Regions from separate parts of the Mus musculus genome. Here region 1 is linked to region 2. A link is a contact called in public promoter capture Hi-C data. All regions are on one chromosome and are shown on one strand. The core of a region is the stretch at or near the end of the contact, and the rest is flanking DNA. Distances in the headings are between cores, read along the strand shown. Region 1 holds the start of Noto (notochord homeobox). Region 2 holds the start of Emx1 (empty spiracles homeobox 1).

What was found. Capture Hi-C pulls out chosen DNA fragments and counts their contacts.
Region 1: a promoter capture Hi-C map of liver shows a contact between it and region 2. The contact joins the promoter of Noto here to the promoter of Emx1 in region 2. A contact is called at or near these places in 3 of 39 promoter capture datasets (the 3T3-L1 cell line, embryonic stem cells and neural stem cells), 3 of 15 datasets of contacts at CTCF or cohesin (the NIH/3T3 cell line and embryonic stem cells), 3 of 484 Hi-C or Micro-C datasets (bone marrow-derived macrophages, embryonic stem cells and stem cell-derived neural progenitor cells), 11 of 115 datasets of contacts at active chromatin or transcription factors (craniofacial prominence, embryonic basal ganglia, embryonic forebrain and 5 more) and 5 of 9 other capture datasets (adipose tissue, embryonic stem cells, liver and 2 more).

The regions. Positions count from the first base shown.
Region 1 is chr6:85,421,005-85,425,568 of GRCm38.p6, forward strand. Noto (notochord homeobox) reads left to right here and starts at 2,882. Exons shown (of 3, transcript NM_001007472.2): 1 at 2,882-3,350; 2 at 4,394-4,564. The coding sequence starts at 2,987.
Region 2 is chr6:85,185,075-85,189,257 of GRCm38.p6, forward strand. It overlaps Emx1 (empty spiracles homeobox 1), which reads left to right and starts at 2,857. Exons shown (of 3, transcript NM_010131.2): 1 at 2,857-3,289. The coding sequence starts at 2,869.

The DNA.
Region 1 (4,564 bases), core at 1,632-4,131, 240 kb after region 2:
TCTCAAGGCTCCACCTCCAGAGCAGTTCAAGCCCTGCCTCAAAGCCAAGGTTACCACCACCATTCTCCACTTCGAGGATGGTAACTACAAATGGTAACATGCAACTCAAGAAAGTACTGAGTAGCTACCGGCAAAGTTGGGACACGAGTGCCTGCCCTACACACACATAACACAGAGAGCTGGACAAAGGAAAGATCCTTCCTTCCTCAAACTCAACAGAAACCCACCTGCCTCTGCCTCCCAAGTGATGGGGTTAAAGGTGTGTGTCCCCATGCCCAGCCCTGAGACAGGCTCTTGAGCTCCTTGTCTCGGTCTCTGCACAATGATGATTAAATACTGGGGCATGGGTGAGTGAGCAAAACAAAGCAAGCAACGTTTCCTGGGTAACTGAGAAAAATGAGAATGCAAGGGGCAGGAGGAGGAGAGAAACTCCTAAGAGTGAGCGGGGTTCTAGGAGAAGGGAAAACTATAGAGATGCTCAGTAGGGGCTTTTATATGGCGCCCAGCCGAAACTGGACAACGGCTGAGGTAATTTCTACTGACACTGGTTAATTCTCTAGGCCAAGCCAATGGGTGTGTGTGTGTGTGTGTGCACATGCTCTTGGCATGTTCCTGGGCTGACCAGGTAGACAGCCAGGAGCTGTTTATGCACTGCTCATTCAGTTCTGGGTGGTCCACATGTTCAATTCCCTCTTTCCCTATGATTGGCTCCTCTGCTGGCCACTAGACTGAGCTGACCTTGACGGAGTTGTCAGTCTCTGACCTTGGCTAGTGTCTCCCTGACTTGGTGTAGGTTGAACCCTGTACCTTGTCTCTGCTATCACCGTTTACCATGGGCCATTTTCTCTTTGCTGCCTACAGAGAACTAGCTCCTGCCTATTTCCTTTCTTTCTTTTCTCTCTTCCTCACATCCTTCCCTTCTACCTTTCTATCTCTTTTTTTAGGTGTGTGTGTGTGTGTGTGTGTGTGTGTGTGCATGCATAAGTACCTGCATACATTAATGCCATGGTACATGTATGGAGGTCAGAGGACAAACCAGGTTGCCTGTCTTCCCTTCCACCTTGTCTGAAACAGGGTCTCTGTCTCTTTCCCTCTCTGTCTCTCCCTCTGTCTTTCTATCTCTGTCTCTCTCTCTCTCCTAAGCTAGCTAGCCTTGGAGTTCCTGGGGATGTCACCCTCTTTGTTTCCTGTCACCTCATAGGATCTCTGAGGACGGCAGATACTTGCTGACACATCTGATTTTATGAGATTCTGGGAACTTGAACTCAGGCCCTCCACACTTACATGGCAAGCACTTACCCATTGTGCCATTTCCCCAGGCCCTTCTCATTGGTTTTTGGTTTGTTTTTGTTTTTGTTTTGTTTTGTTTTTTGTTTTTTTCCATGCCCTGCTTGTTTTTGTTTTTTAAGACAGAGTCTTAATATACAGACCTGGCTAGCATGGAACCCACGATGTAGACCAGGCTAGTCTCAAACTCAGAGATTCATCTGCTTCTGCCTCCCGAGGGCTGGGATTAAGTGTGATCCACCTTCTGGGTGCCTTGACTCCAATCTAGGCAAGAATAACAAGAACAGCCGGGCGTGATGGCGCACACCTTTAATGCCAGCACTCGGGATGGGAGGCAGAGGCAGGTGGATTTCTGAGTTCGAAGCCAGCCTGGTCTACAAAGTGAGTTCTAGGACAGCCACAGCTATACAGGGAAACCCTGTCTCGAAAAACCAAAAAGAGTAACAAGAACGTTTGACCTCTGAACCATCTCTCCAGGCCTCTGTTTGAGTTTTTGAGACAATGTCTATTGTAGCCCAGGCTGGCCTCAAATTCACTGTATGACTGAGGATGACTTTGCCTTCCTGGTCCTGTGGTCCCCCACTTCCAAGTGCCAGGATCACTGGAGAGTGTCATCACAACCCCTTGTTTATTTTGCTTTGTAAAGCAGGTGTGGCCTTGGACTGTAGATCTTCCTCCTTCAGCAATCCCTGGGCCAGCAGGAAGGACCTTTCTAACAAGACCCTGTGTTGAGGGCAAGGGTATTCAGAAAAGACCTCAGAGGACGTGGTAACAGCAGCAGCTTCAGGAGTCTAGGAGACTCACTTTTCACTACGATACGATGTTTACACACTTTAAAATTCCAGTCCTTAAGTAGATCTACTCAGGGCTTCTGCTCTAAGAGGGGTCTCCCAGGAACTCAGCGTAGAGAGTGTACTTAGCAGGTGTCCCAGCTGCAGTGAGGAAGTGCACAAATTTAATTGGGAAGAGGGTGAAGATTAAGAAAATCAGGACAGCAGGCACTGCCCCACCCTTCTGAGATCATTGTTCCCCACACCAGCAGGGGAGACTGGCATCACAGATGTCATGAGCAGGCAAAGGACCTTCATCTAGGATCATCAGAGAGCCACTTCGAAGCCAAGCACAGTAGCACGTATCTGCAATCCTAGTACTTGGGAGGCTGAGGCAGGCTTGCCATGATTTTGCCATGAGCTGTGACTTGGAGGACAGCCTGGAAGGCAGAATGAAGAAGGAACAGAGGAGGAGTGGGTGGTTTGGCAGAACATGCCTTTAATCACAGCAATCACAAGGCAGAAACAGGTGGATATCTGTGAGTTCAAGGCCAAGGCTGGTCTACAAGGTCCAGGATAGCCAGAGTTACAGAGTAAGACCTTCTCAAACAAAAGAGGGAGAAGGAGGGCACCACAGTGAGCTGTAGTAAATTCAAAGTACTTTCCCCAAAGCACTGGAGTGGAGGAGACCCCCTTCTCCGCCTCCCACCCCTGTCCTGGTGGGATGCAACCTGCCTGGCCTCAATCAGCGATGATTAAGTCAGGCCTTCGCCCCGCCTCCTCCCACCCGCTAAGTTTAAGAGTCCTTGCAAACAGCTGGCCCTAGGGATCCTGATTCACAAGTCTCCCGTTCCTTTAGTAAGGTGACCACCTCTCTCTCTCCCATTGAGCTCCTTGCACAGCCTGGGAGGTCCCCTCAGGGTCGCGCAATGTCCAGCCCTGCTCCCTCAGGCACTCAGGTCCAGCCCGGGAGCCTGCGCCCCTGTCCGGGAGCTGTTTCCCCAGTTGTCCCGCGCCGACTAGCTCGGGGACGCCTGGAGTCATCCTTCTCTGTCGAGGCCATCCTGGCGAGACCCAAGACCCGAGAGCTGGCGGCCACCTCTCTGCCGCTCTCTACCTGCACCAGTCTGAACCTCCTCGGTGCGGTGTCGCAGTACGGGGTCCTGCCCTGGGTGTGCTCCACAGGGTCTTGGCTGCCTGCCTACCTGAGCGTGGGCGTCTACCCGCTGTGCTCCATGTCCTGCGTGCCCGGACTGAATGTCACTCACCACCAGCAGGGCCTCAGGCTCACAGGTATCAGTATGGAAGCGGTGGCAGATAGCATCAAGAGGGAACTTCTGGAGTTAGCCCAGGGTGATGGTGTATGCCTGTAATCACTGCTGTGAGTTCATGGTTGTACTAATCCTGTCAAATCCAGAAGACAGCTTTTCACATCGTTCCTTCACATCCCCCTGACTTTTCCATACTTCTGTGTGTGTGTTTTCAACTTGTATTCATATGTGTGCAGGTGAGTGCACATGGATGTGGATATCAGTGGTCAACATCAGCTGTCTTCAATACTTTTCAGCTTCCCGAGAGCTATTTACACTTAAGTACAAGAGGCTGTAAGCTATTGGACATGGGCTCCAAAACCAGGAGCAGCAGCAGAAGAAGAATTTCTCTTAATTGCCAATCTGTCTCTTTAGCCCTTTTCCATCTTAGTTTTGAGATAGGGCCTCTCACCTAACCTGGAGTTTTCTAATTGTCTAGCCTGGCTGGCCAAACATCTCCCCAATGATCCTCCTGTCTCTACTTCCTCAAAGCCTTTATTTATTTATTTATTTATTTATTCGTTTATTTAACGTATGAGTACACTGTTGCTCTCTTCAGACACACACCAGAAGAGGGCATCGGATCCCATTACAGATTGTGAGCCACCATGTGGTTGCTGGGAATTGAACTCAGGGCCTCTGAAAGAGCAGTCAATGCTGTTAACCTCTGAGCCATCACCCGTCAAAGCCTTTTTAAAAAACAAACAAACAAACAAACAAACACAAACTTAGTGCTAGGGATCAGAACAAACATGTCCCTCCCTTCAGCTGACTCCTGAGTGTCACCTATAGTCATGGTTTAAAATACCATCTCTAAGCTGGCTGCTAAGATTTATATTCCTCGATCTTGTACCATTTTCTGGCTGAGTCGTCTCCCTAGCTTTTATGGGGTTATTTCTACACAGCCTCTACCACTCTCTCCTAGATCACAGGCCAAGGAGAAGGAAGGGCCTGGAGTTTTCTTTCTCTCCTACCATGTGTGGGCAGGTGGTTGCTGGCTGAAGTCTGCTCTTGGTTTCTCTTTAGGATCAGAGCTACCTTACTGTCTAGGCCCTCTGAAATGGGCACCCACCGTGGACCTTCGGGACCACGGGACCGAGAGACACACAAAGAGGGTTCGCACAACGTTTAACTTGCAGCAGCTGCAAGAGTTGGAGAAGGTGTTTGCAAAGCAGCACAACCTGGTGGGGAAGGAGA
Region 2 (4,183 bases), core at 1,607-4,106:
CTCCTGCAGAGCCCAACAGTTTGGATGGGAAGGGAGACCACAGGATGATAAAGTGGGCAGCAGGCTGAAGGTGAAAGGTGTGTGTGTGGCGGGGGTGGGGTGGGGGGTATTTTGGTAAAGGATGGTGGTAGAAGGAGAGGTGTGCATGCTGTGGGGGCGAGGGCAGAGCAGGGTGGAGGGCAGGAAGAGAGAACTGGGTGAAGGTCAGAACTTCCATGCAGAATCCAGTAAGGGATGGAAGCCTTGGCTACTTCTCCAGCTGCTGCAGGGGAGTAGCTAGGAAGAGGAGGCCCTAAGGGGAGCAGAGGTCAGGAAACCAGGCAGGTATCAATGCCTGCAGCCTGACAGGAGGGGATTAGGGAATTCTGGAGAGGAATAGGGAGGAAGGCGCGTGGGTGGAGGACTGCCTAGGAGCAGTGATGAGCCGAGCAGGTTCTTTAGATGCGAGACTGGGATGGTGGAGACAGTGCAGCTTCCCAGCTGATCGCCTCCTTTAAGGGGTTCTTAGCTACTGCCCGGGCTAGACACGAGGGGAGAAGGAGGAGCCTGAGGATGACCTGTGGGACTCAGAGCACACAGACCAGAAAGGGGGCCTGTTCTGTCTCCCCCATAGAGCCCAACACTTGGTTGTCCCCAGAGCTTAAGCCTAGACAGTTTTACTCAATGGAAACTCCGTTTCTGCCCAGACCTTGCTCCAAGGAGACCTTCTTCTGATGCCCACCTCTGCCACTTTAGTGATCAACACCCCCACCCCGCCCTGCCATCCAGTATGTGGCAAAGGAAAAGAGGGAAAGATTGATCCTTATGTGGACAGAGGAAGCAGGAGTTGAAAAGGGACGATCTGAGTCAGGTATCGGGTTGGGGGAGTTGGCAAAGCATCATAAGAAGTTGCAGAGATCCGGAGAAGGCAGGGTGAGACAGGGTGAGTAGCGCGAATCTGGTAAAGAGTGGGAAACCCAAGTATCTGGTCCTGGGTCACCCAGGACGGGAAGGGCTGCAAGGTGCGGTCCTCTTTCAGCCCCCTCTCGCCGCCTCCTCCCCATCTCGCCCACGGGGGTCGGAATGGTACAGGCTTGCGGGGGCTTTTCGGAGCAGTGGAGTGGAAAATAGACTTTAACCCGCTTTGTAGCAGCGAGGGCGCCCCGAGCGCTTCTCCAGACCAAGGCTCCGGGCATTTCGGCGGGCCGCTGCAAGACCTGGCCTGGAGTCCCCATAGTTGTAGGGGGTGTAGACCCCACTGCCCTTCGGGGTTCTGGAGGCCCAGCTAGGAGGTAAGCGTTTGGGTTTTGCTGTGGCCAGTTGGACTCACCAGGGCAGCGTCAAAAAAGGAAAATTATCTTCGCCCTCCTCCTCTCCCGCCATATGCGACCAAGGACTGACTGGGTCTGGACCTCCTAACCAAGAGACCCCTTAGGCCACAGTACCCTGGAAGGTTGGGGTAGATAGATTACAGAGTACAGGTTCTAATGGTCAACCGCCTTCTTGCCCTCCGGACTTAGTGCCTGCATTGGAAACTAACTTGAGCAGATTGGGACACTGGCCCGCGGTCGCAGGTCGCAGGTCACACGTCCAAGAAGCTAGGATGCCACTCCCCTCCCCCCAAGGACCACTGGCCTGTCCTCTGGAGAACCACGCGAACAGCAAGGCCAGCTCCAATTTAGAATGCAGTGACCCAAAGACCCCATTTTGGCCTTGTCGTCCAATACTGACGCCCAAGGAAAGGAAATCACTCTGAGCTTAAGCCCCGTGGTCCAGTGGGAGATGGTCGCAGCGCGAGGGAGGGAGGGGGAAGGCTGGCAAAACCGCTGCATTGGAACCCTTGCGAACTGCCGCGGGAGAGCTGCGGAGTGATGGGTTATGTCGCTCCTCCCCGGACAGTGCGAACCTGGCCCCTGAGAAAAGAATGCATATCCTGTTTGAAGCACTGTTCCCCAAATCCATAAAAATGTGAAATTTCAGAAACATAACCGCAGCTTCAGAAAACAGCTCCGGAGGCTGATGGTGGGTGAGGGGAGAGCTCTCTTAGGTTAGGCGAACGTAGACCAGGTTCTCTGGAGAATCTAGGCTGGACCCCAAACACCCATCCTAAGCTTGTATCCAAGTTCTCTAAGAACTGAAACGACATCCCAGGGCGAAGGGAGGGGGTTCAACTGAGGTACGTGCTTGAAGAGGGTTTGGTATATTTCCTCAAGCCCAGGCTTTGTAGATGTCCCCCTCAGAGCAGAGTGTGGCGGAGGCTAAAGGACCAAGTCAGAAAATCAAGATGCAGAGTGGAGGGTAGGAGGAGGACACTAGATCAAGCACCAATGCTCCAGTCCGGCTTTTGCCTCCGACTGGGGACCGTATTCCCCCACCCGCCATCCATCGCCCCGCCCCGCCCCGCCCCCCACCTTGGGGCAGGTGAGCGGTGGCCAATGGGGGAGCGCGGGGCAGGTGCCCGCTAACTCTCTCCTCGCAGAGCTGCAGCCCAGGCCTGGCCCGGCAGAGCTAGAAAGATCACGGGCGGTGGTCGGTCACAGCTTGATTAGTAAGGGAGAGATCCAGGAGGACCGCTGAAGCGGCTCTCAGTAGCACAGGCAGCCCGCGCCCGGGCGTTTGAGAGGAGCTGCCTGCTGGGCCGCGGGGACCACGCTCCAGGCGGTGCGCAGTGGCCCAACTCGGTGTTAGGGCTCTCGCACGCCCCTCGCCGCCCCGCTCCTGGCTGGTCCGCAAGGGCCGAGCGCGGGCGGGTGGGCGGGCGGGGGAGGTGAAGGGTGCGGGCGTGAGTGCATGTGCCAGGCTTGGTGCACACCCCGCACGGCGGCAGCGCCGGGGCACCGAGCGTTCCCCAGAGCCCCGCTACCTCACTCCGCTTCGGCGGCCGCGACGATGTTCCAGCCCGCGGCTAAGCGGGGTTTCACCATAGAGTCCTTGGTGGCCAAGGATGGTGGCACCGGCGGGAGTCCTGGCAGCGGGGGCGCGGGCTCCCATCCACTGGCTGTGGCCGCATCAGAGGAACCGCTCAGGCCCACGGCGCTCAACTATCCTCACCCCAGTGCGGCCGAGACGGCCTTCGTGAGTGGCTTCCCTGCCGCTGCCGCTGCGGGCGCCGGCCGCTCGCTCTATGGAGGGCCGGAGCTGGTGTTCCCAGAGGCCATGAACCACCCGGCTCTGACGGTGCACCCGGCACACCAGCTGGGCTCCTCCTCGCTGCAACCCCCTCACTCTTTCTTCAGCGCCCAGCATCGGGACCCTCTCCACTTCTACCCCTGGGTGCTTCGGAATCGCTTCTTTGGCCACCGCTTCCAGGGTGAGTGTCCATGCCGTGTTCGTGACCCGGGGATGCGGGGGGAGGCTAGGCGCGGCGGCGGGGATGTTCAGAAGTTGTGGGGGGACAAGGCTTAGGGATCAGCCTGGACTGTGCGCAGGCGATTAGCCTGTGGTCTGCTGCGTTGGTCTCCCACCCAAGAAGTGAGGTTGGGACCGCCACGCTTTTCAAGGAATAAAGCCAATTGGAATAGAAGGCCGAGAGCATCCTAGGAGCTTTTTCAGACCCTCCAGTGGCCAACCTTAATCTCCTTTCCGACTAAACCAGTCCCAACCCTGAAATGCTGGCCCTCTGCCCTTCCCGCGCCAGAGCTCTGAGCTGTGACCATACTTCGCTCTTTTGGTCACCACTACTCTTGGCGCGTCGGGGCAGGGGAAAGTCCACCTGCATTCGCTGGCTCTGTGAGAAGCAGGGCAGCGTGGTGCGTTCACTCGGATTTCTTGGGACGTTTCTCAGCAACCTTGGCCAGACTTTTCCCAGTTACATGTGCCCTCTCCGACCCAAAGTGGAAAAGGCTTGCGAAAACAAACCGGCTTTCTTCACCACTGACCTCCTCCAGGAGCCCACCCGGTTGCTAGAGCTCAGGACAGTCCTCTTGAGAGGGGTAGTGGCAGAGGAGGGCTTTTAAGGTCATATCTAGTCTTACCCCACCCCGTCTGCAGCCGCATCTGGTTTGCTAATTAAGACCCCTCCAAAAGCTTTAAACACGCACAAACACACACACACACACACACACACACACACACACACACACACACACACCAGTTATCTGACTTTCCTAAAGAGAGAGAGAGAGAGAGAGAGAGAGAGAGAGAGAGAGAGAGAGAGAGAGAGTTGTGTCCAGTGCAGATAATTTTCTTCCTTGGATGTGCAGTT